Regions from separate parts of the Mus musculus genome. Here region 1 is linked to region 2. A link is a contact called in public Hi-C data. All regions are on one chromosome and are shown on one strand. The core of a region is the stretch at or near the end of the contact, and the rest is flanking DNA. Distances in the headings are between cores, read along the strand shown.

What was found. A called contact is a pair of places that touch in the nucleus more often than the background predicts.
Region 1: a Hi-C map of myocytes shows a contact between it and region 2, with 1.5 times the contacts expected there. The contact joins two enhancer-like sites. A contact is called at or near these places in 1 of 484 Hi-C or Micro-C datasets (myocytes) and 1 of 9 other capture datasets (embryonic stem cells).

The regions. Positions count from the first base shown.
Region 1 is chr10:17,526,334-17,532,758 of GRCm38.p6, forward strand. All of the region lies in intron 3 of Gm32543 (a long non-coding RNA gene), which reads right to left. Among named protein-coding and RNA genes, the nearest start is that of Gm32656, 130 kb to the right of the region's middle. Within about 2 kb of position 2,053, at least 39 of the 459 cell types and tissues checked have an H3K27ac peak or open chromatin away from gene starts, as enhancers often do. A contact at or near this core is called in myocytes, where this site is marked.
Region 2 is chr10:17,031,991-17,038,003 of GRCm38.p6, forward strand. All of the region lies in intron 1 of Gm20125 (predicted gene, 20125), which reads right to left. Among named protein-coding and RNA genes, the nearest start is that of Gm20125, 61 kb to the right of the region's middle. Within about 2 kb of position 3,136, at least 51 of the 459 cell types and tissues checked have an H3K27ac peak or open chromatin away from gene starts, as enhancers often do. A contact at or near this core is called in myocytes, where this site is marked.

The sequences.
Region 1 (6,425 bases), core at 803-3,302, 490 kb after region 2:
TAGAGCCTATGAACACCCAACCATGGGTTCTGGGTCATATTTACAGTATCAGACATGAATGTCTTCCTCCAAGTCATTGTGATCATCATCATCATCATCAATAGTTTTTATTTAAAGAGAAAAACAGAAATTCTACTTCAACCTTTAAGCTCATTTTCCTGGCTCCTCTCCCCTACAGTCGTTACTAGCCGACCCTTGACCTCCTGTCTCCAGCCATACTGGCCCTCTTTCCATGATTCCCACATCCTGTCTCACCTCTACTCTTAAAGCATATTGTTTGATGCAGACGTTTCCTTGTTTCTTTCTTCAGTGAACTAACTCGCATCAACCTTCCAATTTCTTACTTACCTTGAAGGTGGATTTGTTCCATCTCTTGTGTTAATCCATAGCAGCAGGTACTATTCTTGATGGCCATTTATCAGATCTGTGATCTTACATCTGTTTGTGTAATTGTTTGTTTTAAAGACTGTTTTTTTTTTTTTTTCTTCAAAAAAAATTTAGACTTTCAGCTTTGGGAAGTTTATTCTAGATCTACCTTGAATTCACCTCTGGGTTCCATTAGCTTTGTCTAGTCAATGGCACATAGCAGGTATTCCCTAAGGCTATGTCAGTGAATGAATGAGTGAATGGATGGATGAAAGAATGGGTGAATAGATGGATGGATGAATGAGCGAGTGAATGGATGGATGGATAGATGGATGAGTGGATGGATGGATGGATGGATGGATGAATGAGTGAGTGGATGGATAGATGGATAGATAGATAGATAGATAGATAGATAGATAGATAGATGAATAATGAATTTTGAGGAAGAAAGTGAGTTCTTAGTAAGGGAAGTTTAAAGGTCAGCCCCTCTTCATTGGTGTGGGAAGGATGAAGGAAAGTATTATTTGTGTGCACCCAGTATAGTTCACAAATGGTGGCTGGACCGCAGTAAGGGGTCGCCTGCATTCATTTGAAAGTTAAAATGTTGACACAGCTCCGAGTGTTTTTCCATTCTTCCCCTCCAGTTATCCTCCCCCCTCTTTCATAGGTGATTTATTCTGAGAGCTTTGGACTGAGTTTTCTTTTAAGTGCAATTGAAAAGACAGGAGGTTCTGTCCTCCTGTAGAACACACACTTCCTCTCTCTAAAGGAGAAAAATTCTTAAGAAACTAAACAGTGCACAGAACACTGGGTTTAGAAATGTCAGGGAGAGGAACAAAGGAATCAAAGCAGAAAGTAGCAGTCTTGCTTCCCTTTCAAGGTTGCAACTAAATGACAACAGATGAAGAAATAAATGTGTCTAATTGTAAAGTTTGTAGAACTTGGAGGGGGGAGTTGCTTTGAGGAACACTTATTTTCCTAAATGCCTCTGCTGTGCTAGGGCTAGCGTCCTACATCTTACTAGGGTTTTGGGCTACTGGCCTTAAGGAGTTAACATGGGATGTCTTGACTTTTTTAGTACTCATACTTTATCATGCCCTGAAAAAAAGCAAAAAAGAATTGCTCATAAGGGGGAAAAATGGTCTCCATTGTTACACTTGCTCTGGCCCCAGCATCTAAAAATACCAAATACTAGGATTTCTACAGCAGGTGATTTTTTAAAAAGAAAAGTAAAAAAAAGTAAAAAAAGAAAAAAAAAAAACCATAAAGAGAGACTAATTTTTTAAAGTCTAAATGCAGCCAGTAGAAAGGACAGAAATAAAGAGGCATCTCTCCACGTGACCCTAGCTTACATCAAACCAGGCACACGGTTTGCTGGGAGGGCTTTTTCTCTCCATTTCCCCTCTAGGTTTAAAGAGAAAGTTTTTTTCCGGGGTATAATGGATGTGAGTGTGCTCTTGGCAACCTTCTGTCTACAAGCGGTGTTAATTTTAGCCTGATATTCATGTAAAGCACATGGAGAAACTTAACATTACTCACCAGTGCTTGCTGGAAGCCTAAGATAGCCTTCAAGTCTCTGAGAAAGTATGTCCTGTTTAATAAGAGTCCCCCAGCCAGTGCTGGTGTCAGGCAAGGTGGCTGGGAACTTGGACAAGGTTGCAGCTGTTGCTGGGCTAGGCTGTGGCTGCTCACTTGGGGTACTCCCCTTTTTCCTGGTCAGCCTTTCTTTCCTCTTTGATATGTACTCCTTAGTTTAAATACACATTTCAAAACACTTCCTTTGTCCTCTGTAAAGGAAATTGATCATTCCTTAAATGTATGCTTTTAATTGACTTCCTCCTTCCCGGCTAGAAAATTAACTTCTGCTCTTCTCTTATTTGATCTGTTAAACAGGGCATGTGACACCTTCCAGACAACAAGATTTAATGAGATCCTAGACACCCGAAGGAAGACTTTGCCTGGGAGAGTAACCATAGTCCCACATTACTTTAAAGATACAGCAATCAAACTCTCGATTGAATTCTACCCGCAAAGTGTATTGATTGACGTGGCTGTCCATAACACTGAAACAGCTAGCTATTGTCTCATTTCTCTCTGCCAGTTGCAAGGTACTCTTAAAAAAAAAAATCAATTGTCTTCCCCCTGTGCAGCGATGCCAGGAGTGAGTACCTGATGTCTGGACCGTGGATGTATTTATGTGGTTTTAGTCTCATACCAGTTGTTTCTCATTGCTATTGCAATTGAAAAAGCTAACATTTGAACTGAAAAGGGCCAGTCATGTCTGAGAGTGATCACGCCTGTGCAGTTCCCAGCCCATTTCGGGGAGGGGATTGTTGTTCCTACAGCTTGCCAAGCTGCCACCTGGGCAACCAGCTTGGTGACCAAACAGGTGATATGGTTCTCACAGCTCCGGAGAGAACACGCCCAGCCCAAGTCATTTCTACACTGCAATTCCTTGGCTTCAGGTGATTTATATTGTGCTGTTTGTGGTAGTGTTGTTCCAGCCTGGTGTGCAAAACAAGCCCTGCAATCTCAGGATTTTCTCAGTCTCATAGGTGGGGCTGACTTTTCAGAGAGAGGCAGTCCTTGAGATCCCAGGATGTGGCATAGCTCTGGCTTCCGGGGAATATTTACAGCATATTATTTTCCTAGCAAGGAAACACTCTAAAATTTTCAATAGAGATATTCCTTATGGGTAGTGGGGATGGGACTTTTGTGACCCATCCCCCAGATGCCCTCCCCCAGTGTCTCACTGAGGCACAGGAATGTCTGGTGGCATAAAAGACACATACCCTTGGTGCACGTTCACTCTGGTTTCCACCAAAGGGAGACTTCTTCAAGGAATTAGAGATTTTTCTTAGAGGTCAATTTCACTGAAATAAATTAATTAGCAGTCTTTCACAAATGTTTTCTTTCTTTTCTCTCCCTTACTGACATTCTGGCCTGTTGTTCAGTTTTAAAACATGGGGACTTAGCCCTCTGGCCTTTGCCTACTTTTTTCTTCTTCTTTAAACCATAATTTTTTATCATGTATTTGGTTTGGCTTTTAAGTCGATCACTTAATATGTTGGTAATAAAAGGTCATTTGAGCAATAGAGATAGGGTAAATGAAGAAAAATAGTGCTTGCTGAAAGGGAGAGACTCAAATGACGTTGCAAGATGTGTTACTTCAGCACACATGACATTCTCCTATGTCCCTATGTGATGTCTACTTTCCTTCCTCTCTCACTGAGGTGACACATCACAGGTGCCCCACTCAAAGACATCACAAAAGACAGAGTTATCATGAGCTAATTACAGTTCTTGAAAATTACCTCTGTGCTTAGCAAATATGCATTTTTTTTCCTCTGCTCATGATGAAGAAGTTGGCAGTTTAAATAAAAAACACTATTTAAAGTAACAGAGTACAGTTATGTAACCTTTTCACATAAATCACACAATAATTCTTTGTGCTTTGTGGAGAAAAAAAAGAAGGAAGAAAAAGACTGTAGCTCTTATTAAGGTTTATTTATATAATAATCATTTATGCAAAGGGAATTTTTGCCTTCTTGTAAAAGTGAGGTGTCTTCTTTTTCTGGAAGTTACAAGTTGAGGCGGGAACACCATCCAGCCACCACGTTAAGTTCTACACACCACGGTACTCACGACTCAGTTCAAGCAGTGTTTGGTGTTACTACACACCTTACTTCAAGACAAGTCAAGAAGTTGCTTCACAGACAAACAATTTCATAGGGGAATAGTCTGGGCTTGGTAAGTAAATGAAACTATGGGATATAGTTCCAGTTTAGTGCCCAGGGATTTTTTTTTGCATCTCTGCACCACCTGTAATTACCTTTCTGAGATTTATAAGAATGTCATTCCTTCAACCATACATACATCATGAGCAATGAAGCGGAGGCATGTATGGGACCAGGGAGGCGTTTTCTTTTCTCCCCTGATTCGGAATGGCATTCTTCCATTGAGTCCTAATTCCCTAGTCCATCTTCCTGCCCACCCCTTTTTAGTTCTCCTTCAATGCTTTTTTCCCAACTTAAACCCAGTAGTAATAGTCTCTCCTTGTTCAAACATCTCATTTATATTTTAAATATAGTCTCCATGTAAAATGCTCAGACACTAAATCAGTCTGATCGTTGGCAATCCACGCCTTGAGGGGTCTCAGAGCTTAGGAGGTTGCTACCTGCTAAGCCTGGCTCGAACTAACCTATTGAACCCACTGTCTGTGAAGACCACTCCAGAAGGAGGAATCCTTCATGGAGATAGAACTAACAGAAGGATTTCATTGGTCAACTGTATCTCCTCTGATCCTCACTGAACTATTGGGATTCTGCAGACAAAGAGGCCCACAAGGACTTCCTTGTGAGTCCTTATCTTCATTGAGATGCTGACCCAACTTTTAAAAGCCCTCTCCATGGAAAATTCTGGGCTGTACTCCAAAACCAACCGGGAGGAGGTGGCTCTCTTAATCAGTGGCTATGTTCCATCTTTATATAAACAGGTTAAGCCAGCTGCCAGGGCCTCTGTGACCAATTCCAGCTCGCATTACCTTTGGCAGGAAAGATGGGCCAACCAAAGCTACATTATGAAAGCAGAGACCTCCACCTCTCCCATGTTAGGGCAAGAGACCTCAACGCTGTGCCACATGGTCAGAGTCACCAGTAATCTTGCTCTTGGTCCCCAAATGAATAGATAAAATGTGTCTGCTCATTGCTAAAATGCTTAGGATTCCACCAACCTAGTCATGGGGTGTGGCTTGGTTAGTAGAATGCTTGACTACTGTGCACAAAGTCCTGGGTTTTATATCTTGGATCATCACATAAAGCAAACAGAGTGGCCTATGACAGTAATATCAGCACTTGAAAGGCAAAAGCAGGAAAATCATTAATTCAAAATCATACTTGGCTACATGGCAAGTTGCAGACCAGCCTGGGGAACACGAGACCCTATCTCCAAAACAAACAAACAAACAAACAAACAAAAAACATACAAAATTACTAAGCTGACAATGTCATGTTTTAAAAAGGAAAGAATAAAGTTGTGTCAACTATGATTGACACAAAATTATTATGAAGTGCATATTACTAATTTGATGGGAAACTAAAAAACTAAAAGAAGCCCATTCTTGCTATATTGGAATATGTGCTATGTCAAATTTATTATCTGATAATACAACCTTCCCCAACCAGGTCCCCTATGAAGGGCTGCCATTTTCCCAGTATGGATCTCAGAGTGTCAGCGTAAAGAACCAACAAATAGAGCTGAAGGGCTTGTTACATATACATGAGGATCTGAGTTCAGAACTCCAGCACCTGAATAAAAAAGTCAGGCATCAGGAAAACTGGCCCTGCTCCTCATCTGGGCAGCATGGGAGACCTGGCTCTGATGGCATTGTTACAGGAGAGCCAGCCCCTCCCCTCACCCACTGCAGCACTCTGGTGGCACTGGTAAGGGTGAGCCAGCCCCCAAGGGTGTGAGAGCAGAAGAGATGGCCCTGCCCCTCACTTGGACAAATCAAGAGAGCTGGCCCTGGTGGTGAGGGTGCAGGAGACCTACCTGGTGGACTAACCAACTCAGCTTCCATTCAAGCCCAGATTCAGGACTCTGAATTTGCCCACCCCAACATCCACCCCATCTAAGAAGCTGCTCCAGTTTATGAAGGGAACAGTCCTGTAGATGCAAAGCTGCAGGATCTCCACAGCACGGGGCAACCACAGGTTATCTAAAAGAAGTCCCAGTGAGGATCCAGTATTGATAGAGTAGCAGAAGCCAGAGGCCTTGAACCATACCAATGATTCATTACAGTGAGCAAGTCAAGCTGTTTGGGCAAAAGGGTACAACACGTGACACACCATAATACACCACAACTTCCATGGTGAGATTTGTTACAGGGATGGGGGATGGAGAGGTTGCAAAGGTGAAGGTGGACATGAAGGAACAGGTAGATGACTGGGTCTGGGATACATGATGTGAAATTCACAAAGAATCAATAGAAAACTAAAGATAGCTAAGCATCATGGTACATACCTATAACCCCAGAACTAGTATGTGAGAGATGGAGAAAG
Region 2 (6,013 bases), core at 1,886-4,385:
TTTATAAAATTCTTAGGTAAATGGATGGAACTAGAAAATATCATCCTGAGTGAGGTAACCCAATCACAAAAGAAAGCACATGATATGCACTCACTGATAAGTGGATATTAGTCCAGAAGCTCAGAATACCCAAGATACAATTCACAGACCGCATGAAACTCAAGAAGAAGGAAGACCAAAATGTAGATACTTTGTTCCTTCTTAGAAGGGGGAACAAAATACCCATGGAAGGAGTTACGGAGACAAAGTGTGGAGAAGAGACTGAAGGAATGACCATACAGAGACTACACCACCTCTGGATCCATCCCATATACAATTACCAAAACTAAACACTTTTGTGGATGCCAACAAGTGCTTGCTGACAGAAGACTGTTATAGCTCTCTCCTGAGAGGCTCTGCCAATGCCTGACCTATACAGAAGTGGATGATCTCAGCCAACCATTGGTCTCGGCACAGGTTCCCCAATGGAGGATCTAGAGAAAGGAGCCAAGGAGCTGAAGGGGTTTGCAGCCCCACAGGAGGAAAAACAATATGAACTAACCAGTACACACAGAGCTCCCAGGGACTAAACCACCAACAAAAGAGCACACATTGTGGGATTCATGGCTCTAGCTTCATATGCAGCAGAGGATGGCCCTGTCAGTCATCAATGGGAGCAGAGGCCCTTGGTCCTGTGAAGGTTCTATGCCACAGTGCAGGGGAATGCCAGGGCCAGGAAGTGGGAGTGGGTGGGTTGGTGAGCAGGGGAGTGGGAGGGGACAGGGGGCTTTCGAGGAGAAATTAGGAAAGGCGATAGCATTTGAAATGTAAATAAATAAAATATCTAATAAAAAATGAAAAAAAAAGAAAATGAAATGACATTTGCTTGCAGAACACAGCCATTACAATCAGGAATGCACAGTAGCTACTGATAATTGCACTTATAAGAATGAGAGTATTAGCAATCATACATGGACACAGGAGGGGACCAGGGGACCATACCCCTAAATCCAGAGCTACTTGCTACTGAACGATTTACAGAGGAGAGGAATCACTGTCTTCCTTCGCATGTGCACTAATGACACAACTAAACCCCAGCGGGTAGTTCCAATCTAATGGGCACACAGATGGCCCTGGTTAAACTAAAATGACTCACAAAATAACACCACGACCATCACTCTGGGAAAGTGACTGATAGAGGTGAAGCTGGATGTGCATGGGTGCGAGGTGGAAAGAAGTTAAGAGGTGTCGGGGAAACAGCAGCAGAATACATTATATAGAGGTATGAAACTGTCAAATAATAAAATCAATTTTAAAGGGCCCAAGATTAAGGTCCTATGTTTAGTTCCCAATAGTATATATGCGGCTATAAAGTTAGGCAATAATTCTTACCCCTTTCTTCTCAGTTTCTAAACTTACTCCGTGCTTCCTTTACTTCTTTTTCATTTCTTCTTCTTCTTCTTCTTCTTCTTCTTCTTCTTCTTCTTCTTCTTCTTCTTCTTCTTCTTCTTCTTCTTCCTCTCTCTCTCTCTCTCTCCCTCCCTCCCTCCCTCCCTCCCTCCTTCCCTTCTTTCCTTCCTTCCTTCCTTGCTTTCCTTCTTTCTGTTCATGATAGCTTTTCATATAACCAGCTTGCTTCAAACTCACTATGTAGCCAATGATAAGCTCTTACTCTCAACTTCTCCAAAGTGCTGAGATTCCAGGCACATGCTACCATGCCCAGTTTTATGAACCTAGTCTTTGTGCACTTTAGGCAAGAACTCTATAACTGAGTTACACCTCCAGCCCTACTTTTTTTTTTTTTTTTTTTTTTTTTTTTGAGACAGGGTTTCTCTCTATAGTCCTGGCTGTCCTGGAACTCACTTTGTAGAGCAGGCTGGCCTCAAACTCAGAAATCTGCCTGCCTCCCGAGTGCTGGGATTAAAGGCGTGCGCCACCATGCCCGGCTCTTCTTCTTTCCTTTTCTTCTTCTTCTATTAATTTTTAAGGAATTGAGAAGTTAAGAAGAGATCAGTCCTAATGATACATAGATAGATAGATAGATAGATAGATAGATAGATAGATAGATAGATAGATAGATAATAGATGATAGATAAATTAGACATGGAGAAAAAGAAGAGAGATAGAGATAGACAGAGATAGAGACACATCAGGGCCTCAGGTACCCTTTTGCTATTGAGTTCAACTTTGAGATTGCCGACTTGGGATGGACATGGAGTAGCCTGCTAAAACCTTACTTCCCACCTATATTTTACAATTCCTCAGAGAAATATCAGGCCATACATGTACTAATAGCTACATTTTTTCCATACTCGTAGTAATACTAAGATTCTATTAACATCCGTTCTCTTATGTTTTCCCAGTAAGACCCCATGAAATACATAATTCATTTCACCCTGCTGACCAGTGACCTAGTTAAAAACGAGGACAAATGTTTGGTTTTCTGTCCTTTGATGGCTTATCTTGTTTATCAGCTCTCATATGCCACTCTGATTAACTGCCAAATAATTATAATAATGGTAATAATAACAATAAAAATAATAAACTTTCAATCTGGTTGATAAACTATGTTCAATAATGGTGCTAGCTTCCTTCATTAGCTTTTATTCTACATGAAAAATGCTAAATAACACACTGACCTTTAAAAAGCAAGCCAAAGGATACATCAGGAAGTTCAGAGAGGCTCAGTTTCCGAAGCTATCTTTAGCCTCTAAATTCATTCTCGACCTAACATAGCTTATAATCACATTCATTTGTCCTTGCTTTGATAGTTGTAGCAGGCATGTGTCTTTTATAAGCTTCCTCAAATATTTTTGGAGCAAAGTGGGGTTATAAATCCAAGGGCAGTTTACTCATGCCCGAGTGCATTAAGAGTTAAAACACTGTAATTGCATCTTTACATGCAATGAATAAAGACGTAGCATGGAAGGAAGAAGGAATAATGAATGATGACAAAGGGTGGTTTTGAAGCTCAGATCTATTTTGGGGAACACAGAGATGAGCAGCTTGATCATCTGAACTTGCAAAGGGCAGAACATCAAGGTTATCATCTTCGCTGTTGGGAAAATGATTGCACAAGCTTTAGTAAGTGGCCCAGAGCAGGATCTGTGTTCAATGACTCATCTGAGAGGTGGCCCTTCCATTAGCTCCACAACTATAATAGTGAGACATCCATTTAATTCTGACTCACACTGTTAAATGCCATACACTGAATCACCAATCCTACTACATAAAGCGCCTGGCTTAAATGTCTCTATGAAATACTTATCCAGGCTGAAAAATATCCTCTGGGGCCTGAGAGGCACTAGACACTGTGGTTACAGCTAGTTGCCTTGGAAGTCACAAATGAGTTCAAGTTCACTGTCTTCCTGGATGCAAGATAAAGCCCAAATTGTCAGCACATTTTATATCCTTAGGGTGCTTTATGATCCTGCTTATACCTTTATTGTGTGTAATAAAATTTCTCAATAATCCTGTTTCTAGTAATTCTTACTTTTAAAAATATTTCTCTTGAGCTGAATGTTATCTTCCTATTTATGTTGTTTTCCAAAGGGGTGTTCTATATACAGGGGAAAAAAAGACATGCTACAAGGACCTTCAAATGAAATGTATTCACTAACTGTCCAGATGTTCACTTGGGTGTATGCATCATATAAATCTAAACTGATGAGAACAGTAATGGCCCAGCACAGTCTGTCTTACTTGGTGAACTCTGAGAGGAGAAAAATAAAAAATGTGCTGTTTTTGGAAGTTATGAATTTTAACAACTCAAGAAAAGAAAACACTTTTTGAATTTTATTGCTTTGATTTTGTGGACAATAAAGTTGACTTCCCACAGTGGTTTTCTTCCTATGTAACAGAAAACTTCATCTCTGCTTCAAAAATCAGATCCAAAGGTTTGCTCAATGATAAGGCTACGCTTGTAAAAAAAAATACCATAGCCCCAGAATACATTTAACAATATGACCACATGTTTTGTTACTTTTTTTTAATCCTCTAATAGATATATACGTCTTGGCATTTGCTCCCACACATCTCAAATGTGGGCAGATGGGAAAATCTCTGCTTCTTCCACATCCGAGATTTTACATAACATTATAGAAAACACCATGATGCACAGCTTCAGTTACTATGTGATGACAGATTAGCAAAATTAATCCAAACAAGGCACAGCCTCAACACGCCACAAAACTATTGAACCTGGGTTATCCAACTAGCTACTTATTCTGGTCAATAACTCTAAGTAGGAGTTCTCAGAGTTCATGCAGGAAGAGCAAATGGTGTTGACATTACACAGTGCTGGTCTTGTCTAACTTTTTGTTATTGTGACAGGAAATAGTCCTCTATAAAAGTGTTGGGTCACATTCATATATGTGTTAACTATGGCAGATGTGTGTTGAAGGCAACAGGTAGCACATTTCGTATGTAAAACATTTACCTTTCTTTATAGCACCTAAAGTGAAGAAACTCTGAAATCCTACACATACACTTGGAAGGACCTTAGATTTTTACCTTTGAAATATGTGTTGTCAACAAAGATATGGTACCTGGCCACCTTTCCCTGAAGCATAGCATTTTCTCTTTGTGAGTTTGAATGAGATGCTTGATCCTATACATTCAACTGCTTGAGTCATTTCTGCAGTAGGAGCCAAAGTTAATACCTGTTTGTTACCCACAATACACTAGTGCTAAGATATAGCTACCATATCCAAAATAGACGAATATTTCCAGAGATCATTATACATCATTAACAGCAACCACTAATTATTTCTACCTTCTGTTAATCACAAAACTTAGCTCTCTTGAGAGCATCAATGCATCCTGGTCTTATTCTCCTTGAGCATCTACAGTTATCATTTTTCCAACAGTTTTATAATTTTGGATATAAAAAGGAATAGCATCTATTAGAAAATTCCCTAGTGTGTATTTTTTTTTTAAACAAAGGCCTGAAAGAAAACTGGGACTATAGCCTTCTCTAGTCACAGTCTGTCCTGACCTATGTATTTGCCTTTGGCCACATCATACCCAGTTTTCTAAGGAACCTCTCTTAAGTTGTTCTTTTATAATTCTACTCCTCTCTGGCACCATCATGACTCTCTCAAACACAAGGCCAAATCAAGCATCTATTTCTTTCCTAACATTTCTACATTTCTTAATATGGTTCCCTCAGAAGACTGGTGAAAAGCAATTACTTCAACAGAACTAGAAACAGAGATTCTTCGTGGTACCGAAGAACAGCTTGGAATTTTCTTGGCTCAAGTGGGAGCATCAAGTTCAGCATTTGCAAGAATAAACATTCTTTTCCACAGAGTGCATTTGGTGTCATAACTTGGCTTAATTCAGGGAATTACCCAAATGAAAGGGCCACTCTGTGTTTTCATGCGCTGCCAAATTAGTACAATCATTTAAAATGTTAAATAAGAATTTTTGAAAGATTTCCTGGAACCACTGAAATAAATACCTTGAAAGGCTAGGGTTTATAATTTATCTTGTGGTGCTAATGCTAAGAATGTGGTTATAAACTGGCACAATAAAATTTTCCTGGATGAGGATTCACATCTTTGGGACAGTTTCAAAGGGGACTGCCCAAAGACAAAAAAAAAAAAAAAACATGAACAGCTAAGGCTATCCAGCTCAATTGCAGGGTGTGTTGGGGTCTCCTCATCTACTGCAGAAGCATTACATCCATCCGATCGTGGGATGCAAATCTCCTTTCCAGGACCACAGGCCAAAGAGCATCCTTATTACTTATAACTAAAGACCTCTTCAGGGGTTGCCCATCTCTGATGACATCAGGGCTCTTCTGAGTCTAAGTGAGCCTTCCTAGCAACTTCTCAAGTTCTTCACACTTCAACTTAGTAGACAGGTGAATAATTTGGGCATTTTATTTGAGTGCCCTCGTCTCCATGGCCCTTGAGTAGTATTTTGACTAGTTGATTCCCAGATTTGCTTTTCAAGAGCTTCCCACCATTTTCTTCTGACAAATCTTCTTATACAGTGATTTATTACTTAAGCAAAACTCACTAGTACTCAT